Regions from separate parts of the Sus scrofa genome. Here region 2 is linked to region 1. The links are chromatin contacts, called in public Hi-C maps. All regions are on one chromosome and are shown on one strand. The core of a region is the stretch at or near the end of the contact, and the rest is flanking DNA. Distances in the headings are between cores, read along the strand shown. Region 1 has its middle 130 kb from the start of FGF18. Region 2 has its middle 67 kb from the start of FGF18.

Evidence for each region. Hi-C and Micro-C count contacts between places; a contact is called where the count stands out from the background.
Region 2: a Hi-C map of skeletal muscle shows a contact between it and region 1, with 3 times the contacts expected there. The contact joins two enhancer-like sites. A contact is called at or near these places in 3 of 47 Hi-C or Micro-C datasets (fetal heart ventricle, heart right ventricle and skeletal muscle) and 2 of 2 datasets of contacts at active chromatin or transcription factors (alveolar macrophages and skeletal muscle).

The regions. Positions count from the first base shown.
Region 1 is chr16:52,622,571-52,629,260 of Sscrofa11.1, reverse strand. No RefSeq gene overlaps it. Among named protein-coding and RNA genes, the nearest start is that of FGF18, 130 kb to the left of the region's middle. Within about 2 kb of position 3,935, at least 8 of the 83 cell types and tissues checked have an H3K27ac peak or open chromatin away from gene starts, as enhancers often do. A contact at or near this core is called in skeletal muscle, where this site is marked.
Region 2 is chr16:52,689,414-52,696,103 of Sscrofa11.1, reverse strand. No RefSeq gene overlaps it. Among named protein-coding and RNA genes, the nearest start is that of FGF18, 67 kb to the left of the region's middle. Within about 2 kb of position 3,628, at least 28 of the 83 cell types and tissues checked have an H3K27ac peak or open chromatin away from gene starts, as enhancers often do. A contact at or near this core is called in skeletal muscle, where this site is marked.

The DNA of each region.
Region 1 (6,690 bases), core at 2,686-5,185:
ATTTTCTCATACACATATGCTTGTCAGTGCTCTGTTGAAACATGAGGAGAACTCTCTGTGGATCTTCAGAATTCTCTTTCTGTGTAGCTCTCTCCTCTCTAGCAGTTTGTCCATCACATTCTAGACGCTTTTGCTTAGGTCTGTCTCCAAATTCAGGGAATCCTCTGGGCTTTGTTTGGGTTCCTCTTTCCTCTAGGGCAGTCTATAAACTCTCTCAAGTCATAGACAGGGCAATCATAAGGTTTATTCTGTGTATTTTCCACTTCTTAGGAATCACTCTCCTCTGATCCTGATGTTCATTGTCTGGAAAACAGTTTTCATACATTTTCTGCTTTATGGAAAATAAAGATAGTTTCTGTTACTACACCTTGGCCGAAACCAAAAAGTTTTTTATTTAGAGGGGTTATCCCATTTACATTTGATGCAATTATTGGTGTGGTTGTGCTTAAACATAGCATTCTGCTCTTTGTTTTCTATTTGTCTTATCTTTTTTTCATTCCTTTGATTTTCCTTTCTTGCCTTTAAAAGATTAATCAAGAAAATTTTATTATTACTTTGAATATCCTCTATTGGCTTTTTAACTACACATTTTTACTTTTTTGTTTGTTAGTTTGCTCTAGAGATTGAAGTATACATCCTTAATTTATCACATCTTCAATTAATAATATAAAACTCCATGTTTAAAAGAAAAACCTTAAAAAGTACACTTTCATTAACCCTTTCTTGTCCTCTATATCATTATTTTCACATATTTTATTCTCTTATGTATTAGAAACCCCACCACACATTATTTTATTTATATTGTCAGTTGTAAGTAAAGAAAAATATAGACTTTTATAATTACTTACATATACATTTTTTGGCATTTTCCATTCCTTTTATTTGTTTTTTAGGGCCACACTTGCGGCATATGGATGTTCCCAAGCTAGGGTCAAATTGGAGCTACAGCTGCCAACCTACACCACAGCCACAGCAACGTGGTATCCAAGCTGTGTCTGTGACCTACACTGAAGCTCACAGCAACACCAGATCCTTGACCTACTGAGTGAAGCCAGGGATCAAACTCATGTCTTCATGGATACTAGTTGGGTTTGTTTCCACTGCACCACATTAGGAGCCCCTCCATTCCTTCTTATAGACCCAACCTTCCTTCTAGTATCATTTCTATTCATCTTTCCTTTCACAATTAATTTTTTGGGTGTATCTGTGAGCTAAAAATTCTCTGATTTTTTTTGTTTGTTTGTTTATCATATTATTTTGCTTTCTGTTTTGAAGGATATTTTCTCTGGATATAGAATTATAGGTTAATAGTTTTTTTTTTCTCCTGTACTCTGGAGATATTTTAAAATTTTTTTATTATTTGCATTGTTTAGAGTGGCAAATCAATTCTTAATCTTATTAATATAATATGCTTCTTTTCCTCTGGTCCTTTTTTAAGATTTTATCTTTGTTTTTCAGAAATTTTACTATTACCTTTGAAAAATCCTGCTTGAGAATATTGGGTTTCTTGGATCTGTGGGTTCGATTTTTTTTTTTAAATATCAAATTTGGAAAATTTTTGCCATTAATTCTCCAGATATTTCTTAAGTCCCATTTTATCTCTTTTCTCTTTCTGAGACTTGAATTACACATATTTAGACTGCTTTACTTTGTTTCACATTATTAAACATCATTACTATTGATGTTTTATTTATTTTAAATTCTTTTTCTCTTTGTTGGTCTCACTTTGAACAAATTCAATTTACCTGTGTTCAATTCACTGATCTTTTTTCTGCATTGACTAATATGCTGTTAAGTTCATCGAGTTAATTTCTGATTTCACATATTTTATTTCCAGAACTTAATTTTGTTATTCTTTATAGTTCTCCACAGAAATGATTTCAGTATTACCTTTAAAATTTTAAGCATGTTTATAATTTTTGTTCTGAAGTCCTTATTTGCCAATTTCAATAACTATCCTTTGTTGGTCTGTTTCTATTGATTGTGTTTTCTCTTCTTTATCATAATTTTTCAATCATCCTACTTCTTTAGCTGCCTCATAATTTTTAAAATTGAGGTTAGTCGACATCAAACATTCTATGTTTCAGGTGTTGTAATTTTTTTTATTGTATTCCAGACTTGTGTATAAAGAACAATGAAGACTGAAGTTTTTTGAAATAAAAAGAAGTGCACTTCGGTCTTCACTGCTCTTTATATGCAATGTCTGGAAAACAATAAAAAAGAAACAATCAAGTTGAGATGGAGGTGGGCTGTTTGTGTGTGAGTATGTTTCAACCAGAAGCCCCATGGGGAAAAGGAAGTGAAGAAATTTAGTTGGAAGGAATGGAATGGAATTCCATTGTGTGCCCCCAGTTCCAAGGGTTCATTAGGATTCTCCAGATGCAAACTAAAATAAATCCTTGGGCCTCTCTCAAGGAGAAGGTGCTGCTCTATAATCCGTCAGGAAGTTCATGTGGTGTGTCCAAAAAAATCAACCACTAGCAATCCTAAAGGGGATGATTTTCCACACTCACACTGCACTTTTACACTTAGCATGTTCAAGCCATGGATCTCCTTTCATTCTCAGTTTTAGCAAGAAGGAAGAGTGGGAGGGCCCGAGGGGCCAGTTTTGGAGTGGCCTTGAAATGGTATCCTAAAGACTGAACTTCATCTCATATTCTGCCGTCTTTATCTTTGCTGTGGCCACATTGCAAGTCTCCTGCCTCCAAGCCTGATGCCTTCAGTCCACCACCCTGAGTAGGTAATCCGAAAGGCAATCTCCCTTTGCTACTCTCCTCTGTACTCTTCAATGGCTCCCCAGTGCCTTTGGGGCAAATCTATAAGTCTGTTGAGGTCTGGCTTCTTTCCACTCCCCCGGCCTCATCTTTCCTCTCCTACACCTCACTCCAGCCACGTTAAGCCTTCTTCAATTCCTTCATTGTGTCTTGCTCTCTCAGGTGTATATGCACAATGGCCCTTATGGCTGAGACAGTGCCTCCCCCCCCCCCATTCCTGCTCATCCATTGGATCCCAGCTGCACACTCACCTCTCTCCCTGACACCTAAGTCCGGGTGAGGTGTGTCTCCTCTGAGCCTGAACTCACTTCCACCAGGTCCCCTGCTCACTGTGCTGGGAGTATTCCATTACCTGCTTGCCTCCTTACTGGAAGGAAAATGCACGAGGCAGGGGCTATGTCATCTCGCTTATCACTGTGTCTCCTGCCCAAACACAGTGTCTCCACGTGATAAGCCTCAATGAAGATTCATTGCATTGAGTAGAACCCAGGAAGCTATAGTCTGTTTTGCCATATTTTCTGCCAGTTATTTAAGGGGTCAGTTCATGAGTATTTTTGTCTCTTATAGCCTAGCTCTGGACTTGGCCCTGAAGGACTGGCCGAAGGGGATGCTAAAATAGAATATTTACAATCCTAGCATTTATTGGTCCCTTTGGATGGCTATGCCATGTAAGCCTCACAACCACTGTGTACATTCAGTGCTATTGCTATCACCCCCCCTTCCTAGATGAGAAAATCGAGGCATTGAGAAGTGAAGCAATTTGTCCAAAATCACAGAGTTCGAGAGCAGTGGCTCAAGGGTGTGATTGCAGAGGTTTACTCTTCTAACCACCACGCAGCAGCAACCCTGACCTCCTGAAGCTTCCAGGCTGGTTACTGAGACGGATGGAGGTGCCGGGGCAAGACTCCAAGGCCAGGGGACAGCCAGAGAAGGGAGGCGATAAGGGTCACCCACTGCGGCCTGAGACTGGGAAGATGCTGAGTTCTGGGAGGGCCATGCGGGGGCTCTCAGGGTATCCTGGGGACCCCAGGTTCTCAGAGGAGGGCTGGGAGCTCCTTCCCCCAATTTCCCTGGGAACCTCAGGGCAGGAGGTGACACTGAAGCCAGGCTGGAGTTGAGAGCCAAAGCCTGCCGGGAGCTAAATGTCAGGGTTTAGGGCCCCAGCCAGACCTGGCTGCTCTTGTGCTCGCATCGCGTCCTGGGAGGAAAAGCCGGGAGAGAATCCACAGGCGTCCTCGGAAGAGCTTCCGAAAACGGCCCGCAAGCCAGGGAGCAGCGAGAAGCAAGCGCACTGGTGGCCAGGTCGGGGCAGGGTAGCCGGGCCACCCAGACATCTCTGACAGGCTATTTCCAATTTCCTATGGAATTAAACTGTAAAAGCAAGAGTCTGTCACTGTCTGCTGCCTCCCTGGGAGAGGAGAAAGTTGCTGTAGCAGGCTCAAAAAAAAAAAAAAAAAAAGCTGAACTGTCCTTTCCCAAACAAAACAGCAACCAAGAAAGCTAGTGATTTGGAGGGTGGTTTCAGAGCCCTGAGCTCCACGTCTGGATGCCGGCATCTTCTGTCTCTACCTGCTCGGGTGACCTTGGGCAAGTCCCTTCCTCCCTCTGGGCCTCTGCTCCTTCATCCAGAAAAGGAGGCACTGGACCCGATGATGCTGGAAGGTCTTTCCAACCCGGAGATGCTTGCATTCGGTAATAAAGTTGGGTGTGGGAAAATATGAGGTCTAGGGGGACGGGGGGAAGGGGCTGGAACCATCCTTGGTTGGAAACGTTGAAGGGAGCTCTGTTCAACCCCAGCCCCGAGGCTCCCAGATCCAGCAGCAGAACTGGGATCCACCCAACCAAAATCAGCAAGGGGAAGCCAAAAGCATGAGTAAGGAGAGGCTGGGCCATAAACATGTCATCTGCACAAACATCCAGCCCCCTCTGGGGTCCCATCGGCCCTGCCGGGGGAGGAGACTGATGCTGGGGCCCCCGCAGCCACAACCCCAGGCTCACTCGCTTGGCCTGGGATTGCAGGGTGGAGGCCTGACTGCTTAGAAGGGAACCTGGCTGTGGACGTGCCCCGAGGAGCTGTCAGGAAGGGCTGGGTGAGGCCTCTCCAAGGCCAGGCAGCTGGGGATGGCTCTCAGCGAAGGGAGGCTTTCCATCCTGATGTGCTACAGGGCTTCCTGCGATGCTCTCCGTTTTAGAGCTGCTGAGGCTCCTGCTTCTCCAGCCTTGACCGTTCTCCCAGGTGCCAGAAAACCAGGATAGCCGTGGGCCTGGCTTCCCGGATCTCCACAGCTGTTCAAACTCGACGTTCTCCCAACGTCACTCTTGGTTCCCCCAAACTGTCTTCTTCTGCGGGGCCCCCGGCTCGGAGACGGCACCGTCATCCAGGCACTCGAGCCCGTGTTCCAGAAGTGATTCTTGATCCTCTTTTTCTCTCTCTTCACCCACATCCAAGAGCTGCCCAGGGGCGCTCCCTTTCCCCAAGGCCCATGCCTTTCTCTCAGCCTCTCGCGCTCTCTTCCTTGACCTCAAGGACACACGGCTTGCCTAATCATAATCTAGTTTTCGTACAGCTCGCTTTTTGAAAATTGCCTTTTCTCCTAATGAAAATAAAGGCTAGAACCTTGACGATAATCTGTCACCCAAATGCGTTCTCGCCCACCCCATCTCCTCGCCTTCTGCCTTCGCCGGGGCGGAATCAGCCTGTGGGTTTATGATGTTTATTGCTCTATTGCTTCCTTTATAATACATTCTTTTTTATCATCTGCGTACATTACTAAAGTCTAATTTTAAATTTTATAAAAAGATATCATTTCATGTGTCATCTTTTGGAATTCACCTTTTTCCATTCAGTGTTATATTGCCAAGCAGGGTAGACCGCAAATATCACTGCCCTCATTCCTGTCTACGCCTCCACCTCCCTTTGGCAGAGTGACTTGATGCAAAGGAAGCATCAGGAGGTGGGCTCTATCACCCTACCTCTGAAATCTAGGCCGGCGCTATGTGTTATCTCGACTGATATAAGGTGGCAGCAGTGGCATAGTGCCATTTCTGGGCTTAGCCATTAAAAGGCCCGTGTTCTCCCGCATTCTCACGGAGACTTCTGTAGCCAAGTGAACATGTCCGAGCTAGCTTGGTGGGAGATGAGAGACATGCGGCCCACTGGCCACCATTCTCCTAGCTGACAGCCTTATCAGCCCTCGGAAGCCAAACCTCCTCGCTGACTCTCCAATGACCGTGGACTCACAAGGAAGCCCGGCTAAGATCAGAAGACCCACCCAGCTGTGCCCAGCCTAAAGTGCCTACCACTGATTGGTAAATTAAATGAGTAGCAGTTGGAGTTCCCCTGTGGCTCAGCTGTAACGAACCAACTAGTATCCATGAAGATGCAGGTTCGATCCCCGGCCTCACTCAGTGGCTTAAGGATCCGGTGTTGCCATGAGCTGTGGTGTAGGTTGCAGACGGGGCTTGGACCCCACCTTGCTGTGGCTGTGGCATAGGGCAGCAGGTACAGCTCTGATTCTACCCCTCGCCTGGGAAATTCCATATGCCGTGGGTGTAGCCTTAAAAAGACCAAAAAAAAAAAAAAAAAAAAGTAGTGGTTGTTTCAGCCATAAGTTTGGATTGGTCTGTTAACACAAGAGGTCACCAACTGAAACTGATATGTCAAGCTTCAGTCATATGGTTGCATGCTCCTATGGTTCGTTCATGTTCACTGCCGAATAATATTCCACCATGTGTACCTAGCACTGTTGACTCATCCACTCTCTTCCTGATAAGCATTTGTGTTTCTGACATCATGAAAATGTCTCTGTTAACTTCTGCGTATGTCCTCTATTGAATGGATGCAAGATACGACTTCTCTCTAGAGTCACAGCTACCAAGAACTTTGAATCCATTCTCTTCACTGTCCCAGAAGAAA
Region 2 (6,690 bases), core at 2,379-4,878, 67 kb before region 1:
CAGCTGTACATACATATATTCTTTCTCTCACATTATCCTCCATCATGTTCCATCACAAGTGACCAGATAGAGTTCCCCGAGCTATACGGCAGGATCTCATTGCTTATCCACTCTAAATGCAATAGTTCGCATCTATTAACCCCAGACTCCCAGTCCATGCCACTCCCTTGCCCTCCCTCCCCCTTGGCATCCACAAGTCTGTTCTCCAAGTCCATGAGTTTCTTTTCTGTGGAAAGGTTCACTTGCGCCATATTAAAAAACAAAGTTTATTGATTTAAGGAAATCATCCCGTCAACAGAACCACTATCAAGAGCAGCATATCATACTTCCCCCTGTGGAAGAGTGGATTAAAAATCTGACTGCAGCAGCTTGGGTCACTGAAGAGGAACAAGTTCGATCCCTGGCCCAGTGCAGTGGGTTGAAGGTTAAAGTGGGTTAAAGGATCTGGCATTACTGCAGCTTGGATTCAATCCCTGGCCTGGGAACTTCCATATGCCATGGGAGCAGCCTTAAAAAGAAAAAAAAAAAGGAGCAGCATATCTTTTTGGAAAATGTTTTATAAAATGTCTGTCTATATTATATATGCATTTATTATTTCTACAACTTTGCTTTTTACCTTATTTTGTTTTAGCTCTCTTTCATTGATACTAACATCCCCTTTTCTTCAATGGATGAATATTGTACCATAATTTATTTAATCCTTTTTACCACTCATTTGCATTATTTTAAACTTCTTACTATAAATGCCATAACAAAATTTCTCTCTGTATGTGTCTGCCCAAGTTTTACTCTAAAAATTTTTTTTTGGTCATGCCCTTGGCATGTCCTAGTTCCTGGGCCATGGGTCCAACCTGAGCCACAGCAGTGACCCAAGCTGCTGCAGTGATGACGCTGGATCCTTAACCTACTGCACCACAAAAGAACTCGCCCAAGTTTTACTTTAAGATAAATTCTAGATGTGAACTTGTTCCATTATCTTCCAAAAATGTCGACTTTATTTACATTGCCACTAACACTATATGACAAGATCTGTTTTCTCATACTCTCAGTACAAATATCAACCTTTAAAATCTTCATCAAAGAAGCAAACTTTTTAATTTTGTTTCAAGATAGAGTTTTATGATTACCGGTGAGCTGAGGACCTTTTCACACATTTAATGGCCATTTGCAGTTCTCTGTGATGCCTTTAAATGCCATTGCACATTGTACATCCTCTCAGTATTTTTCCTTGAAGCAGTACTGCTTTTAAATATCTCAAAGAGCTCAGCACAGCATTTAAGGCATAGCAAATGATTGAATAAATGCATGGAAAAGCTGGACCACTTCAGGTCTCAGAGATGGTACACGGTATGGAGAAATTCCGTGTGTCCTGTTGTGAGGAGTTCTGGAGGTTCCTCCCTTGTGCAAGGGCCTGGTGCTAGGACCAAGAACGCCCTCCCGCCCAATGTAAGAATGTGGAGCTCAGCATCCTCTCAGACAACCACGTTCTCACTTTAGTGGGTGCCTGCTGGAGTAAAAGACACTACATTTATGAACTTCGTAAGAGAGATGTGTTTCGGAGGAATTACTCTGCAAAAAATCGTAGAGCTGGATACTAGTGAGATGTCCTGAGAAAAGATAAAGAACAATAACCTGGGAAACCTCCAACGATTACTGCTGAGTGGGCACTGAAGAATGGGCCACACCCACTGGTGTTCCAGCCAATCAGAATGTTCAGAGTCCAGACTAATTCAGCCAACCAGACCTCAGCATTCTCTGATGCAGCGTCTGGTGGCCCTGCTAGTAACCGATTTCGGCCGATGACAGAACTTTAGGGGCTCAGCTGGAGAAGTGGTTGACCAGGGCACTTTTCAAGAATTAAGAGCCGATTGAAAAAGTAAAGTCCACCCAATTACTAACATAATAATTAACATTTACTGAGCAATTACACATCATTCATGTTCAAAATGCCCTCAGAAGTAGCCTGTCTCAAAGTGGTATGGAGTCCTTGCCCCTGACTGCCCCTGACTGCCCCACCACTCTGTGAAATAATAATTGTCATCACTGATATATTTAATGATTACTTCCTGTGTGCCAGGTACTGTGCCCTTAGACTTGAACTGCACCCAAGAAATGGATGCTCTTTTTTTTTTTTTAAATAGTCGCACCTGCTGGCATATGAAAATTCCCAGGGCAGGGGTCAAATCCCAGCTGTAACACAGGTTACACAGGTTCCGAGCTGCATTTGTGACCTATGCTGCAGCTTGCTGCAACGTAGGATCTTAACCCACTGAGTGAGACCAGGGATGGAACCTGCACACTCACAGAGACAATGTCGGTCCTTAACCTGCTGAGCCACAATGGGAACTCCAAGGTGGGTCCTCTTACCATTTCATTTACTTAGTGACTGATCAAATAATAATAATGAAAACTCTGAAACTTATATTACGTATGTCTCCTATTGGGAGAGACTTTGACAAAGGTGGAAAACGGGATTCTTGATCCTTCATGCAAAACCAAACCAAACAACCCAAATCCCAAACCCAAAGTCTAGCCCACGTTGTTATTTAACAAATGTGCGTGGACTGAATGAATAAGTGGGGGAGTGAGACATTACAGGAGACCCACCGGAGAGCCACCAAGAGTGATAGACGACAATGCATGGTAGGACCCAATAAATGTTGGCTGAATGCTTGAATACAGGACTGGAAAAGGACTGCGTGTAATTAGGATCCAAGGCAGAAGATGTGAGAAATGGACTTCAGGACAGTGGGACCTGGGTGCTTCACTTCCTTTGCCCTGTCCCAACCTCCCACGTGGTCATCAGAGCTTTAAAATCAGTTTCTGAATGGGTCCCCTGCAGGTGGCCCCAAGGTCCAGGAGTGCTCACATTTACATTCAGAGGCTCCAGGACTGTCAGGTGAACACACACAGACCTTGAGTCACAAGCACATAGTCCCACACGTGGGTGGTTGTGTTTATTATCCTGTGTACACCCCCATGACGACTCCCACACGGCTTTGAGGATCTGGCGGAATTCCTGAAAAAGGAATTCACTCCCTACTCCCTTTTGTTGCGGTTGATGGTTTGATGGCTCAATCGCCCACCACTTTTACTAGGCACCTGCTGTGGGCCCAGCACTGTGCTGAGCCGGTGGGGGTGGGGTGGCAGCGTGTCCTTGAGGGACAGGAGAGAGCGTCCCCAACTTAGGAATCAGGAAGACTCAGGTTAAGGGCGGGCGGGAACCCAGGGCGGTGCTGGTGGGCCCGTTTGGGAGAGCTCGTCAGAAAAGCTACGCAGAGCTGGCTCCAGTTCAGACATCTTCCAGGAACACAGCAAACAACCACATTTTACTAATTATAGCAAAGGAAAACACGCTGCGATTACAGCTAAATTACATTAAGACATAACTGGCAGGCTCGGCCAGGGCTCTATCTCTCTGGCTCAGCTTTCAGCCAGGCTGGGCGGGGACACAGGCAGGCAGGCGGGCAGGCCAGCGAGGCCTTGGCCGGGGAGGGCCCCTTAGCCCCGTTCTCTGTGGGGTCATGACCCTGGCATGACTTTGGGGAGTCTCAGGGCCAGTCCCTGTTTGTATGACCAACAACTTCTCCTCCCCAAAAGGGGCTTCCCCAGGCCCCCCGGGCTGGAACCACATGCTGAGAGGGCCGCTGAGTCATTCTGTCCCTCTCGGAGCAGAGGGTCAGAGAACATCAGGGCTGCAAGGCAGCCCGGGGCCAGAGCTTTCGTACGTAGGAGGTAACTTGAGTGGGTTGTTTTTGCAAAACTTCTCTCCTGCTTGCAGCCACCGACTCTGTCTTTTTCTTCCAGGCCCGTGGTCTGCACCTGCCCCAAAGGGCCTAGCACCTGTTTGGGGAATGGGGGTTTGGATCCGCTGCCCCCATTCTCCCTGTAATTCTTCTCAGAGGACCAACATCTGATTCGTGCCTCACTGGTAGGAAGGAGGGAAAGAAGGAAAGACGAGGAAGGAAGGAGGGAGGGAAGGAGGCAGGGAGGAAGAGGAGGGAAGAGGCAGGCTGGAATCAGCGGAGGACAGACTTACCTGGGTGCTCTCCAAAAGCCAGGCATTTTCCAAATAGTATCTTCTTGACTCTTCACAACAGCCTTGAGGATAGGAATCCAGCCTATGCTTCCATGGGTTCTAGAGCTGCACATTCTGTAGGTGTTCACTAATCATTTCATGATTTCTTTCTTTTTTTTCTCTTTAGGGCCACACCTGCAGCATGTGGAAGTTCCCAGGCTAGGGGTCGAATTGGAGCTGGAGCTGTGAGCCTACACCACAGCCACAGCAATTCAGGATCTGAGCCATGTCCGTGACCTACACCGCAGCTCGTGGCCACGCTGGATCCTTAACCCACTGAGAGAGGCCAAGGATGGAACCCACGTCCTCATTGATACTAGTTGGGTTTGTTAGTTCTGAGCCAAAGTGGGAACTCCCTCATTAATTTCTTGAAGTGAGGCCAGACTGCTAGGTCATACTGCTATTTGTAGGAGGGGCTACTGGAGCTTGGCTGGGACAGTGACAATCATGATGGGGCTGGGATTCAAATTCAGCAGTTTGGCTCCAAAGCCCCCTCACCCATTCCCATACCCAGGCTGCTCACCTTTGGGTGCTAATGAGAGTGGCCACTCTGGTGATCACCGAGCCCTCAGGTATGATGGGAGCTTGGCATCCAGCCTCAACTTTGTTGAGCTTGGGGCTGAACCAAGGGTATGCTTTTATTCTGCCAGACACTATGCTTTAAAATGCATGATCTCAGAGTTCCTGTCGTGGCTCAGCGGAACCGAATTTGACTAGTATCCATGAGGACGCAGGTTCGATCCCTGGCCTCCGTCAGTGGGTTAAGGATCTGGTGTTGCCGTGAGTGGAGGTGTAGGTTGCAGACGTGGCTTGGATCTGATGTGACTGTGGCTGTGGTGTAGGCCAGTGGATACAGCTCTGATTTGACCCCTAGCCTGGGAACATCCGTATGCCATAGGTGCAGCCCTAAGAAGACAATAAATAAATAATAATAATAATCCATGATCTCATTTCATTGTCGCACCATATTGGGGACAGGGCAGCCCTTAAAATTGTCATTTTTTAGATGAGGACCCTGGAGCTCAGAGAAGGAAAGTGACTTGCCTGAGCTCACACAGCCACTATCCCGGGCTGCTGGGATTCCCATCCTGATCTGTGCTCTTCACCAAGCAGCACACTGTCGGGGCAGGTCCCCGTGGAGCCTGCCCTTTGGCTACTTCCTCAGGGCTTGTCCGATGGCCAAGCACAGGGGGTGGAGTGGGAGGCCTTCTCCCCTCCGAGGACAGACCCCATGGCTGTTCCCCAGGCCTTCTGACTATGAGGACAGTGTTTGGCCAGGGCCTCTGGGCTCAGCTCAGGGAAAACACACCAGCCTGTGCCCGGTGCCTGTGGAGCTGGGCTCATCCCAGATCCAGGGGCAGCAGGAGGTGTGGCCTTGGGCATGAGGAGCAGCTGGGCTGTGGTCTGGTGGCCACTGTGTTCGGGCCAGTTATGCTGGTGTTTACAATCCACATTTTTAATAATCTGATGTTATGCTTGGCCCTAGATCCCTTCTGCAGGGCCTAAGGCTTGCCTCCAAGATGGTCTTCTAGTTCCTTCCAACTCCTGCCCTGAAATGAGCTGGAAAGAGTGAGAGACCTAGAGGGAGATGGGGGACCACAGAGGTGGAGCAGAGAGGGAGGGAAAGCTACCTGACACTTAAGGAGCTCCCGTGATGTGCCACATGCATGTCTTACATTCATTTTATCTGACTCCCACAGGAACCCAGTCTGGTGTGTTTTCTGTGCTCATGCTGTGGGATAAAACCAAAGTCCAGTGTCTGAAGCTGCTGGCCAAGGTCACACATCCGGGTGGGTCAGCTGGAATTGACCCCAGGTCTTTCCCACGATGCCTGCTGAGCTCGAGGTGCACCTGGGAACTCGGCTCCCCTGGGAGGTCTCACCCACCCCAAGTCTTACACCTTTTCCAGGGGCAAGCAAGCTTTCTTTCTAGGTTTCAGGGAGAACAGAGATGAGTGGCTACTCTAGGGCAGAAAAGTCCAGACCTTGGGCTATTCCTTTCCTCTCCTCTCCCATTTAGTCCTTAGCAAAGTCTGCCTTGTCCCAGGCTGGGGTGGTGGCGTAACTTAGCCTGGCAGTTAAAGGCAGAGCTTTCAGCCCACGGCTTGCCAGCCCCTCAGGCTCCACTGAGTCAGGATGGACAAAGCCAGGTCTTTCTTTTTAGGAAAAAGTCCAGTGTAGAGCCAGGCCTGGCTGAAGCTACAAAAAGTCTGTGTTCTCCAGGTCCCTACTTTTGCCCCTTTCTGTCTTAATTCTCTCTGATGTTAGACAGGCAGTGAAATCAGATTGCAACACCACACTTACTAGCTGCGCGAGTCATAACTCTGATAATTACAGGGTATTAAATGATGCAACCAACAAGGGCTTAATTTCCAAAGTATACAAACAACTCATACAACTCAACAGCAAAACAAAAAACAAAAAAACAAAAAAACAAACCCCCCAAACCCAACCCAATCAAAAAAGATGCAGAAGACCTAAATAGACATTTCTCCAAAGAAGACATACAGATAGCCAGCAGACACATGAAAAAAAAAGCTCAACATCACTCATTATTAGAGAAATGCAAATCAAAACTGCAATGAAGTACCACCTCACACTGGTCAGAATGGC